Regions from separate parts of the Mus musculus genome. Here region 2 is linked to region 1. A link is a contact called in public Hi-C data. All regions are on one chromosome and are shown on one strand. The core of a region is the stretch at or near the end of the contact, and the rest is flanking DNA. Distances in the headings are between cores, read along the strand shown. Region 1 has its middle 24 kb from the start of Rptn. Region 2 has its middle 4.2 kb from the start of S100a10.

What was found. Hi-C and Micro-C count contacts between places; a contact is called where the count stands out from the background.
Region 2: a contact with region 1 is called in a Hi-C map of the MNK3 cell line, with 4 times the contacts expected there. The contact joins two enhancer-like sites. A contact is called at or near these places in 4 of 39 promoter capture datasets (embryonic stem cells, neural stem cells, neutrophils and 1 more), 8 of 484 Hi-C or Micro-C datasets (B cells, CD8 T cells, the MNK3 cell line and 5 more) and 2 of 115 datasets of contacts at active chromatin or transcription factors (embryonic stem cells and large pre-B cells).

Annotation. Positions count from the first base shown.
Region 1 is chr3:93,367,452-93,371,641 of GRCm38.p6, reverse strand. No RefSeq gene overlaps it. Among named protein-coding and RNA genes, the nearest start is that of Rptn, 24 kb to the left of the region's middle. Within about 2 kb of position 1,866, at least 11 of the 459 cell types and tissues checked have an H3K27ac peak or open chromatin away from gene starts, as enhancers often do. A contact at or near this core is called in the MNK3 cell line, where this site is marked.
Region 2 is chr3:93,548,940-93,552,880 of GRCm38.p6, reverse strand. No RefSeq gene overlaps it. Among named protein-coding and RNA genes, the nearest start is that of S100a10, 4.2 kb to the left of the region's middle. Within about 2 kb of position 2,675, at least 73 of the 459 cell types and tissues checked have an H3K27ac peak or open chromatin away from gene starts, as enhancers often do. A contact at or near this core is called in the MNK3 cell line, where this site is marked.

The sequences.
Region 1 (4,190 bases), core at 617-3,116:
GCAGTATAATTATGAAGCCCTTCATGGGCAATCAAGAGGCTTAAGGGGTTAGACATCTGAATTGGTCAGGCTGGTTTTTCCTTTTGGGGAGCCATCTCTCTCTCTCTGATGCAGGAATAGGGAGGGAGGAGGTAGAGATGAGCTGTGTGCCTGAAATGGTTGTGAAAGGTGATGTGTTCAAAAGCTGTCTGAGACAAGAAGTCAAGAGAACAACAAAGGCAGTCTCCTCAATCCCAAGGGTGGTAGGGCTCTGGGCAGGAGTCAAGCATGGTTAAGGTTTGACTCAGTCTTTTCTCTAGGCCAGAGGTATTTTTGTCATTCTCTTGCCTCCTTTGTGATCTTTTGACTGTGATGCCACCCAATGCCATGTTGATGGTGTCTGTGATCCATGCTGCTGGTCCAGGCCAAGATGAAGCCTGAGTCTGTGCCGCTGACTCATGCCTTGACTTTGCTGCCTTGGTAGGCCCTCTGGATGTGAGTGATGGCATGTGTAGCCACCTGAGGCCGTGTTGAAGCCCCTGGTCCATGAAGCAGCTGAGGACCATGTGGGTCAATGGTCCTGATGCAGCTAGGAGATATGTTGATGTCTGTGCTTGTGTTACCACTGAAGTGTTCGTGGGCTGTGCTGAGTTGGACCTGCCCCTCCCTAGGCAAGGCTCTCTTTAGGGTACAGGTAGAGAATAACTCATCTTCCCTTGAAGGGGCTCGACACTCTAAGTGACCATGCTCCAATGAGTACATGGACAACATAAAAATGGACTTTTCCCCTCCTTTCTTTTTTTTGGGGGGGGCGGGACTCTTGGGGAAGGGGTGAACATGGGAGGACTGGGAGGTGAGCATGATGGGGTTCATGATGTGAGATTCCAAAATAATTAATCAAAAGACAAAAGAAAGGATTGGAAAATTAAAAAAAAAATCTTCCTTATATGTGGCTTCAGAAAACTATCAACAAAGCCCTCTCTTACGTGTTCATTTTTGTCTCTGGCTTCTGTTCTTTTAACTTTTTCTCATTTGGTGGAGTCTCCAGAATATTCACAGTCGTGGCGCTATCTCCAGACGTTTTGTAGTTTCACTCCTCTCATAAAACATGGCACTCAGAAGTGACTGGAACTCATTTGTTCACGTTCTTTTGTATGTAAATCTATACATGGTTTGTTCAATGCCTGCAAGATCAGATTCAGTCTCAGACAGTTGGGCAAGATCAATGTAATAGTAAAATCATCTTACACATCCATACACACATAATTATAAGCTGGGGTACTTATATAAAGAAGCATGGAACGGTGGGGGTGGGTGGGTGGGTGGGGAGGGCTTCTCTCCTGCTAAAGCCTTGAAGAAGGCTGGTGCCTGCCCCTAGGGAGACAGACACAGAGACTCATAGGCCCTGGAGTGGATTTGGGGTGGTAAGTCCTGGGCCCACACAGTCCTTTTGGACCATTCATTCCAAGAAGAATTTCAGGTACTTTCAGATTGGGTGGACAGTAGTCAGACTCAAAAAGAGGAAGAAAGGAAGAGAGAGAGAGAGAGAGGGAGAGAGAGAGAGAGAGAGAGAGAGAGAGAGAGGTCTTAGGAAGGGCTCAATTCCTTAGGTACAGTTGGTTCTGGGGAATGTCTAAACAGACCTTATATTTTATTTAATTGTTTCCAAAATTGAATTCAAGAGTTATCCCTCAGGACAGGCTACAGTCCCCGGTCATATCTTCCCTGGAATGCCAGAGTAGATCAAGGGTGGCGCAGTTGTCTTTCTGGCTGTGCCACAGAGCTCTGGTATTGACTCTGGATTTGTGAGTTGTAGAGGTTTGTATGGCTCCGCCTGCTACCAGTGATGTAATGGAGGCTCTGGGCTCAGAGCACCTGACAGTCACAGTGAGATACTGCTTTATCAAGATCTAGACTCCTTCCCTTGGCTCATAGAAAGACAAGGAGCTACCAAGTATCTACTTGTGTTGCTGTTCTTGTTAACTTCATCATTGTTGTTGTTATTACTGTTCACTGACCATTCCATTCATTGCAAAAAATCTGAAGTGGAGTTATGAGGCAGCCAACTGCCCTGGGGCCAGGGTAACTCACCTCAAGGTCAGAAATAGCTCAAGGGCACTGTAAAGGGTCTTGATGAGCAAGGTGTGTCCTGTGTGACAGACCTTGTGCCAGTGGCAAGGTTCTGATCTTCTATAGCATGGAGCAGATTGGAGTGAGAAAGCTGAATGACATTAGTTATCCAAATTTAGTAGAGTTTTACTCTCCCTCCATCTCTATGGTGGGTCCAGGAGTAAAAGGGTGCCCTTGATGTTTACTGCTGCTCCAGGTACCTGGGAGCTAGGCTCAAAGAGATGGAGATTTAAGCCAAAAAATAACAAACACAAAAACCCTGAAAGAGAACACAAGACACCCCATACCCAGCAGTTCTTTTTTGAGTTAACCATATGGAGAGGCTTGGCTGCCCCTCTGTCTGGTTGCAGTGGTTCTCAACCTTCCTTACACTGCTACCCTTTAGTACAGTTCCTCATGTTGTGATGACCACCAACTATAAAATTATTTTTTGTTTCTACCTCAGTTGATGAGCTTACAGCACTTCCTACAGGAAGCACCTCGAACTAAGCACCCTGGTGTGAAAACCAACGTGGACCAATCTGTAGGTTTGGAAATTATCATGTAAAAACACGTTACCTTGAGGTTTTGAGAAGAGGGAAGTGACTGCTGGGAGTGATGGCACATACTTTTAGCCCCAGGACTGGGAGACAGAAGCAGGTGGATCTCTGTGAGTTTGAGTCCAGTTTGGTTTACAGAACAAATTCCAGAGAAACCCTGTCTCAAAACAAACAACAAACAAACAAACACTAAAAAACTAAAACTGTAAATGTGGTTATAAACTTTTCACAGTCAGGTACTAGTAGACAAAAACAAAAAACTAAATAAATTGTTATGTTCACGTCGCGGGGACCCCAAAACCATAGAGGATCCAATTCTAATGCAAACTCACAAGGGTCTTTATTATGAGCTTGTGAGCAAGGACTCCCCCCTTCCCCCAGGTCCCCATCTCAGTGGGTCAGAAGTGAGAGCCTCAAGTCTAGGGGTGTGGGTATTTATTGTGGTTACAGAAAGCTTGGGGACTTTCCATATGGGTCAGCAAGTTAATATTTTATAAACTGAATTTCTGGCATAATCTTCATGAACCAAACACGGGGGCAGAACTACCTGTCAAACAGGATGGCTAGGGTATCTATTTTCTGCAGGGTGTCTTGGATTATCTGTATGTACCTTGATCCTGCTGTTGTAGCCTGACTGGCTGTTGTTGCTAAGGGGGGTGGGGTGGGGTGGGGGTAGCCATAGGATGTTTGCTCAAGTGGACTTTGTGGTTTTCTTTCTGAAATTGGAGTTTAGCCCTTAGTTAGGCCTCACACAAAATGGATTTTCTTCTCAAAAATAGAGTTGGCTGGGCTTTACAAATGAGATTTAAAATTGATTATTTTGTAAATAAGAAAAAAAGACTGCTTCAAATATATCTTTTAAGCAGGGATAAAACACAGCCTTTCAGGTGCTTCTAACCACTTCCTAAACTGTAGACCTGTAGGAGAAAAACTCTCAAGTGTACATGAAAGATCAGAAGGTCAGGGAATGAAAATGGGCACAGTAAAGAAACCCAAATAGCTGCTCCCTGAGTGAAAAAGGAAAAGCTTATCCCAAACTGTCAAGACTGGGGAAAGATTTTCAGGGTTAAATGGGACTGGGGAAAAGGGAGCTTGTGAGCAGGGACTGAGAGAGCTTAGAAGCTACCATTGCCTTGACAAATTAACAGCCACAATAGACACCTGTTAATGGAAGGGTCACAAATTCCTCTTGCCAGAGATAAGGAGAGTGATACCCTTTTTAGCAAGCAGGCACTTCCTTCAAACCCCTGAGGGAGTTGGGGGCTTTTGTCTAAATTTGGGGACCTTGGGAAAAGGAATTTCTTGAGGGAACAGACATCCCAAGCTTTTGTTGATGATAAAGGGGTTGTATATTCTCTTCGGTATCTACTTCCTTCTGAACTGGGATGAAATTGTCAAGGTCCAGGAAGACTGGAATGTTGTTGGTCAAGGGGCTGGGAAAGTAGGGGTTCAGGCAATAGACAGAAATATCTGGCTTTTCACTCATTGCCAGGTTCTGTGGTCTATCTACAGGCTGCTTTGAAGTACTTTGGAATGCTGCTC
Region 2 (3,941 bases), core at 1,426-3,925, 180 kb before region 1:
CTCCACTGCTAAAGATGGGTGTGGTGAGGCATGTTTTTAATTCTTGCACTTGGGAGGCAAAAAAATTGTGCATTTGAGGCCAGCCTGGCCTATATAGTGAGACTGTCAAAAAAAAAAAAAAAATTAAAACCAAAACCTCTCTCTCCAGGAAAAATGTACCCAGCCAAGTTCTTTCTGCAGGAAATGGCTATGCCTTGTTAACCACATGGACAAAGTGAAACCAACCCTACTTCCCTACTAACAGTTGACTGGAGCAGAGACCAGTTCTGTAGGCTGTACAGATTTCTTCACGGTACAGGGCACAACACAGAGTACTACACAGAAGGAAACTGTAACTTCCAGGAGCCATGAACACTTCACCCCATCAATATCTCCGACAGATTGGTCCTAGACACAGAGAGAGCAGGCACTGGAGGAACAGGGCTGGGTGCAGTGTGGCCCCTGGAATAAAGAGGAAGTAACTTACAAGTTGTCCACCAGGCACCTTCCAGTGTGCAGAATGCTACCAGCAGGAGAGTTGCTTTACTGGCAATGCAACACTAGAGATTCTTCCACCTTCTCCAAGAGGCATAGTAATAAAATCCCAATACCAGTGCTCAATTTCTCTTCCACGGGGTAGAACTGTTTCTGGGAAATAGCCACTCAACCAAGGATTAATTTCCTAGCACCTCTTGCATCTGGCTGGGACTATGTGACTAGTCATCCCTGGAATGAGATTACAAGTCAGGTGAGTCATTTCCATATTCAGGCAGCAAAGGTGACTTCTCTATGTTTCTTCTTTATGTCTGCCAAGACTCCAAGGCTCTTGGGGTAGAAGAACCACAGCTGGGAAGAGCCTCGATCCCCAAATCAATACAAGGAAGAAAATTGCTTGTTGACCAAGAACCCATCGCTGGGCAAGTTGGGCTGAGGAGGGGGATAAAAAAAAGCCCCAAGAATTAGGGTCTTTTGCTACAACATAACCCGAGTAAATGGAGTAACATTCTTTTGAGTGCTAGTATTTTGGGCAGCACAGGGTCATTGACCAATCTGTCCTAGATACTGATAGGGTGAAGTATTCATAGCTCCTGGAAGTTACAGTATTTTCTTTGTGTGTCGTATCTTTGTGCCCTGTACCATGAAGAAACCTGTACAGCCTAGTCTAACATTCTGTCATCTACCAGATACTAGGTAAGCATAAATCATAGCTGAAGAAACTTTATTCATCAATTTCAATGCCCTTGGAGGAGTCATAGCAGTCAATCCTGCAGGTTCAGTGCTCTTCAGTTACACTGATCTGGTCAAGCCTTTTGTTTTGTTTTGTTTTGTTTTGTTTTGTTTTGTTTTGTTTTGTTTTGTTCTGGCAAAACAGAAAGGAAAAGAAGAAAAACTGATTTAAATAGATATGACTATACTAGTGTACCCAAAATAGTGAGAGCTGAATATTAAAGTTGTTTCTAACTATAATATTATTATATAATACAATATTATATAATAATATTATATAATATAATTAATATATAATAATATTATATAATCCTCATTTCTGCAACTGGTTACGTGGCCTTAATTGGTATTTATAACTACCTTCCTCTACTACCCATTCTGTATTTCCTTCACCTTCAGCCAGCACCTCAGCAGGTCTTGGCTCTTTTCCTGGAGGATTGACCCATACCTTCATTCCTGATGGGTCTGCGTCCTTTGTCATCCTGCTTGGATTAGGCTGTTGTAGTTTCCCATTGACTTTAATCACAGGACATGGTAGTACTATGAGACGCCCTAAGGGATCTCCTACACTCCAGAAATAATCTTGCTTACCACCATTGTGAAGAGGTAATCCAATTTCCCTATGGTAACCTGGATCTATCACCCCTCCTAACACTGTTATTCCTTTTTTAGCCTGTTGGTTTAAGGGCAGTAGAAGCCCAAAATGACCAGGGGGAAGTCTGAGCTTCCAGTTCAATGGAATGTTTGTTGTAGCTCCTGGTAGGAGCACTCCCCTCTCTGGAGCCAAAACTTCTAGGCCAGCAGAACCTAGAGTTATGGGGACAGGAAGCAAAAATTTTCCTAGAGGGTCACTAGGAGTGATAATAAGTGGAACTATTCCCTTTTCCACCCCTTGATTCCTGGACCCATGAATCCTGGCTATGGGTGAAACTGTACCATATATCGAGCGCTGATTCAAATCACATAATATGTAAAAGGAACAATTTTTAAAAGATTTATTTATTATTATATGTAAGTACACGGTAGCTGTCTTCAGATGCACCAGAAGAGGGTGTCAGATCTCATTACGGATGGTTGTGAGCCACCATGTGGTTGTTGGGATTCGAACTCAGGACCCTTTGGAAGAACAGTTGGTGCTCTTAACCACTGAGCCACTTCTCCAGCCCAAAAGGACCAGCAAACATCTTTGCTCACATGCTTGCTTTATATGGATTCCTACAAGGAACGTATCTTTTCTGTGAATCTTAGAGCACCAGTAGCGATCAGGAACTTTGGGATGGTGGTGTAGATAGGAGGAAAAGTCAGGTGTTGGTATGGACTCAGGAGTGTCCTCAGTGGTACAGGGAAAACGCAAAGACCTTAAAGCTCACAGTCCTGACACTGGTGCCTTTGTTGGCCTCTGTTTAGGAAGTGTGAGCTTGGGTCTAAGATAAGAAGCCACTGAAGAATATAAACAGGAAGTGAGCCGCTCTCCTTCTTAGCCCTAAGGCTCTATCTAGGTACACCCCCCCACACACACACACACACAGCCAGTCAGCTGTTTCATTGTGGGTAAAATGGGGGCGGATGTATTCATGCAGGAAAAAAACTGAGCCATCTAATGAGCATGAAGTTGTCTTGCTCAGTTTCTGCAGGTACCACCTCTTCTGTGTCATCTACTTTGCACGAGAAGTAGCTTTAGAAGAACCAGGTTGGGCTGTTGGCCACTACCAAAAGTGAGTGGAGGCTTCATTCAGACAAGGCTGACTTATCTCCGTCTTAAAGTGGCAGCAACTGAACGACTAGTGTTTTATTGCTTTTGTTTTTCCTACAGAATTTCCCCCCATTTAAAAAATATTTATTTTTAACTTGTATGTATATGTGCCATATGTATGTCATATGAGTGCAGGTCTCTGCCCAGACCAGAAGAGGTTGTTGGATCCCCTGGACTTGAAGTTACTTGATGTGCATGCTGGCAAGTGAACTGCTGTTCTCTCAAAGAGCAACAATTTCTATTAACTCCTGAGCCCTACTGCCAGTCCTGCAAAAGTCCTTTTAGTTCAAGGTTGGAAATCACCACTTCCATCTCTAGAAAAGATGCAAATTCAAATGATTATACTCTATCAAATATTTACTGAGCAATTTATCAATTCCCACAGTGATTTGGCTCCTGCAAGTGACCAAGACAGAAAATCTCTGACCCAGAGCTGTGTTAGATAATTTTATGTCAACTTGACGCCAACCAGTGCCTTCTGAGAGGAGAGAATGTCAACTAAGACAATGAATGTCTCCATAAAAATCAGGCTGTGGACAAGTCTAGAGGGAATTTTCTCAATCAGTGATTGTTGGGGGATGGTTAATGTGGATGGCGCCCTCCCTGGGCTGATGGTCCTTAGTGCTATAAGAAAGTAGGCTGAGCAAGCCATGGAGACCAAGCCAGCAAGCTGTGCTCTTCCATGGCCACTGCATCAGCTCCTGACTCAGGCTCCTGCCCTGATGTCCTTCAGTGGTAAATGATGGTGTGGATGCAAAAGGCAAATAAACTCCTTCCTCCCCAAACTGATTTTGTTTTAGCACAGTAATACTGACCCCAACTAAGACATGAGCCTCTTCTAGTGAAAAAGAGAAGTGAAATGAAAATTAAGATGAAAACTTAAATTTGTGAGTTGCAATGAGTTCCATAATGGAAAAAATAAGATTCTATGAGGAGACTAGAGGGGACCTGTTTTAGATAAACAGTCAGAGAAGGTTGCCCT